4 separate regions of the Sus scrofa genome follow, and regions 1, 3 and 4 are each linked to region 2. The links are chromatin contacts, called in public HiChIP or PLAC-seq and promoter capture Hi-C maps. All regions are on one chromosome and are shown on one strand. Each heading gives the region's core, a stretch centred on a gene start, on an enhancer-like site or on the middle of the called end of the contact. The rest is flanking DNA. Distances are from core to core; before and after follow the strand shown.

Evidence for each region. Promoter capture Hi-C pulls out the DNA fragments that hold promoters and counts their contacts. HiChIP or PLAC-seq counts read pairs in DNA pulled down with a chosen protein or histone mark.
Region 1: a promoter capture Hi-C map of liver shows a contact between it and region 2, with 9 times the contacts expected there. The contact joins the promoter of DSCR3 here to the promoter of DYRK1A in region 2. A contact is called at or near these places in 3 of 5 promoter capture datasets (fetal liver, fetal skeletal muscle and liver), 24 of 47 Hi-C or Micro-C datasets (alveolar macrophages, blood, brain and 15 more) and 2 of 2 datasets of contacts at active chromatin or transcription factors (alveolar macrophages and skeletal muscle).
Region 3: an H3K27ac HiChIP or PLAC-seq map of alveolar macrophages shows a contact between it and region 2. The contact joins the enhancer-like site here to the promoter of DYRK1A in region 2. A contact is called at or near these places in 3 of 5 promoter capture datasets (fetal liver and liver), 5 of 47 Hi-C or Micro-C datasets (blood, embryonic fibroblasts, fetal liver and 2 more) and 2 of 2 datasets of contacts at active chromatin or transcription factors (alveolar macrophages and skeletal muscle).
Region 4: a contact with region 2 is called in an H3K27ac HiChIP or PLAC-seq map of alveolar macrophages. The contact joins the enhancer-like site here to the promoter of DYRK1A in region 2. A contact is called at or near these places in 2 of 5 promoter capture datasets (both in liver), 3 of 47 Hi-C or Micro-C datasets (embryonic fibroblasts, fetal heart ventricle and retroperitoneal adipose tissue) and 2 of 2 datasets of contacts at active chromatin or transcription factors (alveolar macrophages and skeletal muscle).

Annotation. Positions count from the first base shown.
Region 1 is chr13:200,925,630-200,928,329 of Sscrofa11.1, reverse strand. DSCR3 (Down syndrome critical region protein 3) reads left to right here and starts at 1,326. Exons shown (of 7, transcript XM_005670333.3): 1 at 1,326-2,375. The coding sequence starts at 2,319.
Region 2 is chr13:201,007,179-201,009,878 of Sscrofa11.1, reverse strand. DYRK1A (dual specificity tyrosine-phosphorylation-regulated kinase 1A) reads right to left here and starts at 1,373. Exons shown (of 12, transcript XM_005670334.3): 1 at 962-1,373.
Region 3 is chr13:201,074,125-201,076,824 of Sscrofa11.1, reverse strand. The region is part of intron 2 of DYRK1A (dual specificity tyrosine-phosphorylation-regulated kinase 1A); the gene reads right to left. Among named protein-coding and RNA genes, the nearest start is that of DYRK1A, 67 kb to the right of the region's middle. Within about 2 kb of position 1,259, at least 1 of the 83 cell types and tissues checked has an H3K27ac peak or open chromatin away from gene starts, as enhancers often do. A contact at or near this core is called in alveolar macrophages, where this site is marked.
Region 4 is chr13:201,122,744-201,125,443 of Sscrofa11.1, reverse strand. The region is part of intron 3 of DYRK1A (dual specificity tyrosine-phosphorylation-regulated kinase 1A); the gene reads right to left. Among named protein-coding and RNA genes, the nearest start is that of DYRK1A, 120 kb to the right of the region's middle. Within about 2 kb of position 1,438, at least 7 of the 83 cell types and tissues checked have an H3K27ac peak or open chromatin away from gene starts, as enhancers often do. A contact at or near this core is called in alveolar macrophages and embryonic fibroblasts, where this site is marked.

The sequences.
Region 1 (2,700 bases), core at 77-2,576, 82 kb after region 2:
ACACTGAGCAGCTCAGGGAACATGCCCTTTAGTCCTGGAAGAGGGTCTGGCCAGAGCATCACAGCATCCTCTAAAAGATGCTTAGTAGGGCCTCTCTTCCTGTCCCAGAAAGGGCGTGAAACTCACAGCGAAAAACAACACGGGACCCCATCTTCTATCAAAAGATGCCTACAGTTGCAGCTGGACACTAAAAGCTGATCTAGCCCTGCTTCCGTGAAATACCTTCTCAATCCTCTCCTTCTCAATCTCTAGAAGAAGGCAGGGGAAGGAACAGAAGGAGGTAGCGGGCCTTGTGGAGAACACAGTGTGAGAGCCAGAACCATGAATTGCACCTTTGCACCATCACTAAGGATCTAGGGTCCCACTCAAGCCAGGAGACTGACACTTTGACAGAGTTTGATTTTTAGTAATGAAATTGACCAGAATGTCCCAGTATCACCTAAGGTGTGGTAAGGGCTAGAAAAGATTCAAAAGGGAAGTGCTGGAGAAAAATGGACTGTTCTTCCATTTGGAATCCATCCCATAGAGACGGCTCAACAAACTGATTACAGCGATAATAGCTTGGAAATAAAGCTCTTTGCAGTGCACCAGCATTCCATATAGATTGTGTGCAACCTACACAAATGAGTGAAATACAGCACACTTGTCCTGGAAGAACAAGAAACGTTCTGTTGCAAAATAAGTATAAAGCAGGTTTGTTGAAGCAATCAAGCTTAGAATGTGGATTCTTGTAAGGTGTTTCTTTTCCTGTTTCCTGCATTGTCTACCAAGATTGGTATTTCACCGTTTTTGGTTTGTTTGTTTGTTTGTTTTTAAGAAATGATGGGTTTGATGGCGAGGGATCCACTTCTGGAATTGCAGAGCAGGCTGTGATTATTAAGTCCCTAATGAATTGTTTTAGCATTGCTGCGTTTGAGTTGCCAGGAAGCTATCCCAGACTGAGAGGGAAGCCCTGAGGCCAGAGAGGAGCTGAAAACTGAGACCTGATTATTGGGAAATATCCATGTATCAACCTTCAAAAGCTACTGTAGCTATAGCACTATCACTGTTGTCCTGTAAAATAAATTCTCAAGAGACAGGCACTCGTGATACTAACTCAGGAAATTGTGGAAAAATTCTCTTGTAACCCTACAAGTAAAGCACTTTAAAAACAAATATCGTCAACTATAAAAGACAAAAATCTTAAAAGGTAAAAGTCGAAAAAAAATAAATACCAGAATCAAAGAATTTTTAAAAAACAAAAAGCACTTCACTATATTTAGTTATCAAAACAATTAAAAATTTACTTCTTACTGGAAAAGTCCTTGTTTAAAACACCGACAAAGGATTTTATTTCAATAAACGTAGTGTGTTGCTTAGCACCGTACTGCTGCCCTGCCTGGAGGCAATCTTTCCAGAAAGCAATGTATTTCTTGTGTTTATCTAGCCACTCTTGCTGGGAATAAAAAGACGACGACGTGCGTCTCAGGTCTGACGTTTTCATTTCCAGGCACTGCCGGGACCCAGGGCCTGCCAGCGGCGCTTCCCCACAATCTGCGCACGAATATGAATATTCAACACCCCGTTCCAGGGCGCGCGCCGGGGGAGTACCCACAAGCCCCCGCGGCTCCCGCGGGGCGGTCGAGGTCACTCGCGCTCCCCAAGACCTTGGCCCCGGGCCCGGTGGTGGGGACGGGAGAGCCGTTCCTCGCTTCTTTGCCGGCTGGGAGTGCGGGGCCGCGGAAAGGGCAGGGAGGACCACCCGGCCCGGAACGGACATGAGGCCTTCGCCCTCAGTGCCCCCGGAAGAAAGCGGGGAAGTCGAAAGTCAACGAGAAAAAGGCGATCGGAAGGGAAGGCACTCTCAGTTATCACCGCCCTAAAGCCAACTCAATAGCGCAGCGACTCCTCGCGCCGCACAGCCTGACGGGAGCTTCAGCCACAGAACAGGCTGCCCCGGCGACACCTCCTCGGCACCGCCCCCCGCCGCGGGGCACGCCGGGAGAGCCGGGTTTCCCCCTCCCTCTAGGAAACGGGCGAGGAGCAGGGTATTTCCGGTGTTACGACTGTCTTACGGAAAAGGAGGGGTTAGTTCGGTCCCGCCCTCACGCCCAGCGAGGGCGGGGCGAGAAGTGACAACCCCTCGGCCTGCGCTAAGGCCCGCCCCTGCACCGGAAGGAGGAAGGCCGGGGAGGCGACGCTACGTCCGGCGCGAGGTCACGTGACGCAACTGCCGGCGGACAGGAGAAAGGGGCGGGGCTCCGGGTGGAAGGGCGTGTCGGCTCTCTATCCTCTGGTCACGCGCAGCAGGAAGTGGCGCCCGAAGCGGATTATTCGAGATGGGGACCACTCTGGACATTAAGATTAAAAGAGCAAACAAGGTGTATCACGCCGGGGTAAGTGGGGTGGACGGGCCTGCAGGTTCTGTTGTCTCCGAGGTCCGGCGCATTTCTGGGCTTTCCTGGGCCGGGCGAGGCGCGCCTCCAGGTGCATCCCGGCCAGGTGCGTCCCGGCCAGCTGCATTCCCGCCAGGTCGGTCTCGCTAGTGCGGTTGGTTGCCGTTCGAGCGGTCCACGCCGGAATTGCTTCCGCGGCTGGGAGCCGCGCAGGGCCGAGGTGCTGGCGCTAGGTCTCCAACGCTAAGCTTGCGGCCCCTTGACCGTGCAGCTCGGCTTTGGGCCCGCGGGCTAGAGCTGTTAAGTGACCACTGAGGGCGGAGGA
Region 2 (2,700 bases), core at 124-2,623:
GCCAGAACCGCCCGCACAGACAGACAGACACTCACACACACTCACACACACACACACGCACGCACACTCGCACACGCTCACTCACACACACACTCTCACACTCACACCGGTCCCGCCCGCTCGCCGGCGGCGGCAGCGGCACCAACAGCAGCAGCAGGAACAGCAGCAGCAGAAGCGGCGGCGGCGGCGGCGCCCGCACCCCCCGCTCGGGGTGTCCGCTCCCTGAGCCCGACCTGGGCCGCGATCAGCAGCAGCGACGGCAGCAGTCTCCCCGGATCCCCCCGCCGCTCTTGCCGCCGCCACCCCCGCCTCACTCCAATGGGGCTTTTTATTATTATTCGGGCGGGAAGCGAAAGGGTTTAAAAAAAAACCAACCAACAAAATGGCGACGGACCGACCCGGTCGCTATAGCAACTGTCAATCAAAACGCAAAACCCCGGCTGACGTGCTGACGTCCTCCTCCCGCCCCCCGGCCCCAAGCCGGCGGGCGGGGCCTGTTGCTCGGGCAACGGCAGATTCCGTTCCCTCCTTTCCCTCTCCCCCTCCGTCCCCAACCAACCACCCAACCCCCTCAGGTCACGTGAAGGATAAATTCGGAGCTCAGGCCCGCTACGAGTGTCAGAGGAGGGCGCGTGATTCGCTCGGGGGAGGGGAGAGGAGGGGGACGGCCGGGCCGAGGGAGGGAGAGGGCGGAGGAAGGGGGGCGAGGCGGCGGCCGGCCTGTGCTCCAGCGCCCAGGGCCTCCCGGCCGCGCCCCGCCCCGCGCCCGCCGCGCCCGCGCCGCCCGCGCCGACTGCGGCCCGGAGAGCGCGCGCGGCCTCCGCGCCGCCGCCCCCGGAGCCCCGCGCTTCCGCGTCGTGCGCCCGCAGCCCCGCCCGCGCCGGGGGGAGGGGGCCGGGCTCTGCGGCCGCGCGGGGACCCAGGAAGCCCACTCCGGTGCGCCCGCGCTGGGGACTCTCACCTGCATCCCCGGGGACCGCGCCGGCAGCGCACGTCCGCGCGTTTAAACTGTTCTTGGAAGGCCCCGCGTGCCCCCCTCGCCGGAAAATGCCCACGGAGGCCGCGGTGGGGGGTGGGGAAGAGGCCGCCTCCGCGTTTCAGACATCTCAGGAATTCCGGACGCTTCGCCCGAATCCGGGATGCCCCTGCGGCTGACACCTTGATTAAATCATGTCACTCGGCTTTTTGCTGCGGCCAGTGCCAGCGTTCAGAAATCATGGACGGAGCCATCATACAAACTTTTTTAGGCTGTGCATGCTCAGCCGGGCTTTCCCACCGATTTCAAACCCCTCCCCACCTTTCAGGCAGTCTTCCTTCTCCATCGGAATGCCCCTAAAATTAATCGTCTTAGGCTATACCGTATCGTTGTCCAACTCCCTGATTTTCTTTCTCATGCACCATTTCAGTTTCCAGATTTTTAATTCGCCCACAATTCTTGATTAATAGTCTCGCTTTCGTTTATCTTTATTCTGTCTACCCCTCTGGCTGGCTGAATATTACTAGGTGTTCTCTCTCGGCATTGAAACCTAGGTATGGAAGTAGCCATGCTGTACTGGCTACTTTGTAATCAGTAGACAGCCACTGGCTAAAAATTGTATTTTGTACCATTCCTAGTAAAATGGCATTTAATCTTTGCCAAAAAGGATACTATGGATATTATTTTACACCAAGTCCCTAATTTATTGATTGATTTCTAAGCTTGATTTTGCCATCTTATGATAGTGTTCGTATCAATTTTGTCTTAAGCTTGGACTGTTCACAAGTAAAGCAGCAGCAGATACCAGTAAAGAAAAACAACCCCACAGTAAATACTGAGCTCAATCCTCTATGACTCAAGGAAAGACACGAGTGTTTCCAATAAATGTTTCTCTTCTCTGGCTACTGGAACCTTGATTTACTAAGGCATCCATTGAAATTAGCACAGACCGTGAAAGAAAACAGACTAAACTTTAGATAAATTAGGCAAAAAGTAGGCCAATAGCTTAGACCGATTCTCATGGTATCACAAACTGCCATGACTATCAAGAGTTTTTTTGGACTTTCAAAATTGCCCTGCTAATGTAATTAAAGTCCACATTCAACTTGATTGTTTTCTGGTGGGGGGGAGTTAGGGTGGTGGTTTAATTTCCAGTTTATTTTCTGTTAAATTAACTACAACCTGGATTTACATTGCATCATCTTAAACAGGAGGAAGTGGCCAAAAGCGTCCCTGCTGGGGTAAGAGGCTGATATCTTGACGGCTCCCCAGCTTACACTGCCACCTCCTCCCTCCTGCTTCTTTCTCTTCTCCCTGCTCCCCACCCCCATCCTGTTCAGGCAGTTTCACTTCTCTCAGGACCCTTAAGCATTTGCAACCTTTAACACCAAGTTAAATTTGAGTCCGTTTTTTTTAATATATATTTTTATTATTTTTAAGAATTATTTCCCCCAATATAATTTTTTTCTACTGTACAGCATGGTGACCCAGTTACACATACATGTACACATTCTATTTTCTCACATTATCATGCTCCATCATAAGTGACTGGACATAGTTCCCAGTGCTACACTGCAGGATCTCATTGCTAATCCATTCCAAAGGCAATAGTTTGTATCTATTAACCCCAAGCTCCCCAACCCACCCCACTCCCTCCCTCTCCCCCAGTCCATTTTTTTTATTGCTGGTCATGAAGGGAACTTGCGTAATTAATCTTCTAGATA
Region 3 (2,700 bases), core at 10-2,509, 67 kb before region 2:
AAAGAAAAAAAATTACATTTCATGATTTATTTAACGGAAAAGAGGGAGAACTCAAGTATTTCAGATCTCTTTCGATAATAAACTTGCGGAGTTGCCACTGTAGCACAGGGGTCAATGATCTGGCTTGTTTCTGTGGCACTGCTGGTTCGATCCCTGGATCGGCCCAGTGGGTTGTAGGATCTGGTGTTGTCGCAGGTGCAGCAAAGGTCACAGCTGTGGCTCGGACTCAATTCCATATGCCCATATGCCATGGGTGCGGCCATAATAAATAAATTTATTTGCGTAACTGTAACAAAATCTTTTTCTACTAGTGTTATGTAAAAATAGATGTTAGACAGTCATCTCAAATATATCAATATGACAAAAATTGTAACTTGGTTCCCAGAAAAAAAAAACTTTACCTGTCACATTTTCCCTAACATGCTTCTGCAAATAAATCCTGCCTGAATAATTCCAATAAGCAGAAAAATTCAGCATAATTCCAATGCCTAATAAATAAAAGTGCTTCCACACAAATTTTAAATTAGGTATAAATAAGATGAATTTGAATTAACTGTATTTCTGATGAAATGTGAGACATTAACATGTGATTTGAGACGACATGCCAAATTATCAAAGAGGAAGTTTAAGAAAATATAATCCAGGAGTTCCCGGTCATGGCGCAGCAGAAACAAATCCGACTAGCAACCATGAGGTTGCAGGTTTGATCTCTGGCCTACCTCAGTGGGTTAAGGATCCGGCGTTGCTGTGAGCTGTGGTGTAGGCCGGCAACAAGAGCTCCAATTAGACCCCTAAACTGGGAACCTCCTCCATAGGCCGTGGGTGCAGCCCTAAAAGGACGAAAAAAAAAAAAAGAAAAGAAAATACAAGCCCCAAATACACACGAACAGTACGGAAATAGCAACTGAGTGGGGAGGCAACAGAAATAATAACAACAGCGTACATGTATGTATCAGGCATGTGCTGTGTATGCACTCCGAACTACACTGTGCGGTTTTATTACTATTATGCTTCCTATTCCCTGAATGAAGTGAGATCTGGAGCTTTGTATTTAGTTCTCACGGTTACCCAAATCCCTTCTATTTTCCTATTTTTTCATTAAGGTCTGGGGTGAAGGGGTGTAATAACCTACTGATCCCCCTATTTAGGAACACCACTGAAATTTAAATAGGAACTTTTTCCCCTTCCCTTCCCTCTTCTCCAACCATCTGATCTGATGTAATATTCTTTTACTTCCCATTAGTAACTATGAGCCAATAAGAAACTTCATTCTACTTGTTTTGCTGTGTACTGTCTCCTCATTGCAGAGATTCCAGCCATTATACATTACACCCACCCGCAAGCCTCACCGAGTTTCAGTTGCACAGGTATCTCTAACTCTCCCCTTTTATCAATGTTCCTGCAGTCTCTCCAGTTGCCAAAGTTTATTCTTCGGTAGATTCCTTAACAAGTGCTCAAAAAAACAACAGCCTAATGCATACTCATGTTCATAACATTTTGTCTGCTGTCTTTATACTTCAATTTAGCTGGATATAAAACTCCTGGCTCTCTCTTCCTTGCATATATTAGATGTTATTCTACAGCTTCTACCATAAGACACGTATCAAAACCAGACAACCTACTATTCTTCCCCTTAGAGACTTGGGTCTTTGCCTAGATACCCCAGGAACTTTCTTTTAAAGTTCAATAATGTTTAAAGAGGTTGTCTGCATGTTGAGCATTTCTGCATCAATTTATCCAAGTATACAACATGCCCTCTCCAAATGTAATGGCAAACCTTTTTTTAATGTCAGAAAATTTATTTGAGTTACGATTATTAGAATTAATGAAGTTTCATTGCTTTATTTCTTCACTGAAATTTCTTTGCCTCCATTTAGTAAATGTCACTTTCTCTAAAAAGTTTATTGTTCTTCAATTCTTTCTTGTTTAAATTCTTCTGATTTATCTTCTGTTTCTCTGAAGAAATTTTCTTTGGGTTTTTTCACTCTTGTGTACCTTTCTAGTTTAGGCTTCTTTCCCGCCCTTTTTTTCTTTTTTGGTCCCCCGAGGCACATGGAGTTCCCGGACCAGGAATTAGATCTGAGCCTCCGCTTCGACCCACATCGCAGCTGCAGCGATGCGGGATCCTTTAACCCCGTGTGCAAGGCCAGAAATCAAACCTTCGTCCTGGTGCTGCAGAGATGCCGCTGATCTTGTTGCACCACAGTCGGATCTCCTAGGCTTCATTTATTTTAACCATTTTTCTTTTACTTCTCCTTTCCTGAGTTATATTTCTAAGATCTCCTTATTCGGATTTATATTGCTCTTCCATACTTGTATCATTTTCCAAATTTCTTTGGGTTTGTTTAGAAACATTAGGTGACAGTTTTCATTTGTTTTATGAACATTTCTTTCTGAAATGCTCTCATTGTCTGCAGAAATATTATTCATCTCCTTACTCTTTCCTTTTAATTAAAAAAAAACTGTAGGGAATTTGTGATCCTAATCAGTTGCTCTATTTCATATAAAATAAAAAACTTTCAGGAAACTGGAGTAGCTTCTCTGGCTTCAGTGAGAGTTCTCTTCTGTTTTCATGGAGAGGAAATGAAAGATACCAAAATACAGTCTCAAGAATGAGGTCTCCTGTACTTTCCACCTGACCTTTTTGCCTTTTCCTCACTGTCTTCATCCTTTTTAATTTGGATTCTTATAACGGCAAAT
Region 4 (2,700 bases), core at 189-2,688, 120 kb before region 2:
TTTATATACTTCTGGCAGCAGAAATTACTATTCCAGGGGCATCTGTATATATAAGCCAGATGCATTCCACCCACAAAAAACTGGTCTTTAGGTCAGACTGTATTTCAGTGTTTCAAACAGCACCTTGTACAGAGTAGATGCTCAGAATATATAGAAAAGAACAAATCAATTTCCATAAACTAAATAACATTTTCTCCACTAACTTTGTCATTTTGTATTAGGTAAACCAAACTGTCCATTTTTCACTGTTGTGGCGCCATAAGCTCAAATCCAGAATTAGAAAACAACTTTGCCAAATACACACTCAGTCATAAATCTATACCAGGACTCAGACCAGTCCTATGCATTTGATGCTTTGTCCACTTTCAACTTCTCACAAAGTCAGAAGAATGTAAGGTGGCGAGGTCCCTTCTTCCCTTTCACAGCTGGGTGAAAAACCCAGTGTACATAGGACCCAGGAGCTCACCATGCTGTGGCAGGGAGCCAGTTCCCCTCCACGACACCCCCCAGTCCCCAGTGTCCTCACTTGCAAAAGGGAACTTGTTGAGCTATCCTCCTACTGGTTCTGGGAGCCAAGAAAAACCACACACCCCCAAATGCTCCTAATTAAGGGAACTTTCTGGGGAAAGACACAGATCTTAAAGCAAAAAACCAAACAAACAAACAAACAAAACCCAACAACAGGCAGGAGACAGTTCCCCCTGTGGCTCAACCAATTTTGAATCCAACTAGTATCCATGAGGATGTGGAGTCAACCCCTGGCCTCGAAAGCTGGGGTGTAGGTTACAGACTCGGCTTAGATCTAGCGTTGCTGTGGCTGTGGTGTAGGTTGGCAGCTGTAGCTCGGATCTGACCCCTAGCCTGGGAACCTCTGTAAGTTGCAGGAGCTAAAAACAATCTTTTATCTTTTCTTGAAAAGATTCACCATGTGCTAGGACTTTATTAAAAGACTGTTTTCTAGTTTAATAACACCGACCCTACCCATTTTATGTTTACCTCACATCACCACTCATCTCAGTGCATGAGGACCCTGACACCTCCCTTTCTTGCTCTCCTGAGAGCTATGCGTGAAGCTGGACAGAGCACATGCTTTAAGAACCGTGAAAGGTACTGGGAAAACTAGAAAAGCATTTCAAACATCCGATCATACTTTCCTACACTTACTCCAAATACATTTTATCTTTTGAAAACTGTTTTAAATTTACATGTAACACTCATACGAGAAAGATTAACTACAAGAAATAAAATGTTAAAGTTAGCTCATTTCAATTTACTTGTACATAAGACTTATTTAAAGACACTGATAGGGTGATTAAGAAGCAGCAATGGAAATCAAATAATAAAATTCCAGGAGTTTAGAGCTAGACAGTATACTTGGGAGTTCTAGTCTAAGCATAATCATACATTCCAGAACTGACAGAAGAGGCTCTGTGACCCGACTCAAGCCACACACCAAGATCATGAGTCAAGACCTGGAGTCCATGTCTTATGACTAGCAGACCCCTCTGTGTCAGCTCACAGTTTTAGTGCTTTAGACAGCAGTTTTAAGACAGCTTTTAATCTGACTAGCTTATTAGGTTCAGAAATCTTTGGAGTCTGTTAGAAATATCCGGCTGAATATTACTTCTTAAAGTCCTTTTACATTATGTGAGACTTTAAAAATATTTTACAGCTTAAAATGGAAACACTAAGTAATTTATCTCTTATTTGAAAATAAATAATCCACAAATAAGATGTTAGTTGTACCTAAAAATAGGTACCTTGCTAACTAAATTACCTCCTACAATCATATAACCATAACAAGGACCTTAAAGTTCTGGATTTTTTCCCTCGCCCTCCGTATAGACACCAGGTGTTAGAACTGATGAGCAGAAAGAAAGCAGAAAGAAGCCTGCCTGGGCCAGGCCCCCCGAGACTGCAGCTTACAGTCTTGGAGAGTCACTAACAGGAGCTCAGTCCCTTCGGTTGTAAAAGAGACTGAAAACAGGCATCCTGCCTGACAGGCTGCTTTTGAACAAGCGGGAAAATGAACCCAAATCTTTTTCTCTTAAAAATACAATGCAAACGAGTCATGTGCTATCACTACTGTTTGGACATCCAGAGCTTTCTTCCAGTACATGATTAAATGCTTTCCAATTCTGACCAACTGCTCAATTCTCAAACATACAACTTCTCAATTTACTGCATAAAACAAATTCTTAAGACCCACCATAATTTATCTTACTATTTAACTGTGAATGTTATTCATGTGCTATATACACTTTATCAATGTAAACTCCGCTCAACTATTGACAGTCTTACGAAAATACATACAAGGGTGTACGCAAATAATGCTACTTAACTGCAGCCAACAGCTCACTAAAACCACGTATTATTGAATTAGAGAAAAAACATTTCCTTTAAATAAACCAATATAGAAATACCTTGATATTTTCCAAGTTTTGGTTCATATTAAAAGACCTAAATGAACAATGACAAGCCAAATTCCTAAGTACATGGGAAAAATTGCCATTTTCAGCACTCATCACATGGCCTCAATGGGCACAGAAACTTTACCACAACTACAGCTAGTAAAAAAAATTCTCCCCGCACCAGAAATCAACAGAATGGATGCAGTTAAAGCTAGTAAACACACACACACACACACACACGCACGCACACGTGCACACGTATGTATGTGTACTGAGAGGTTTCAGCATT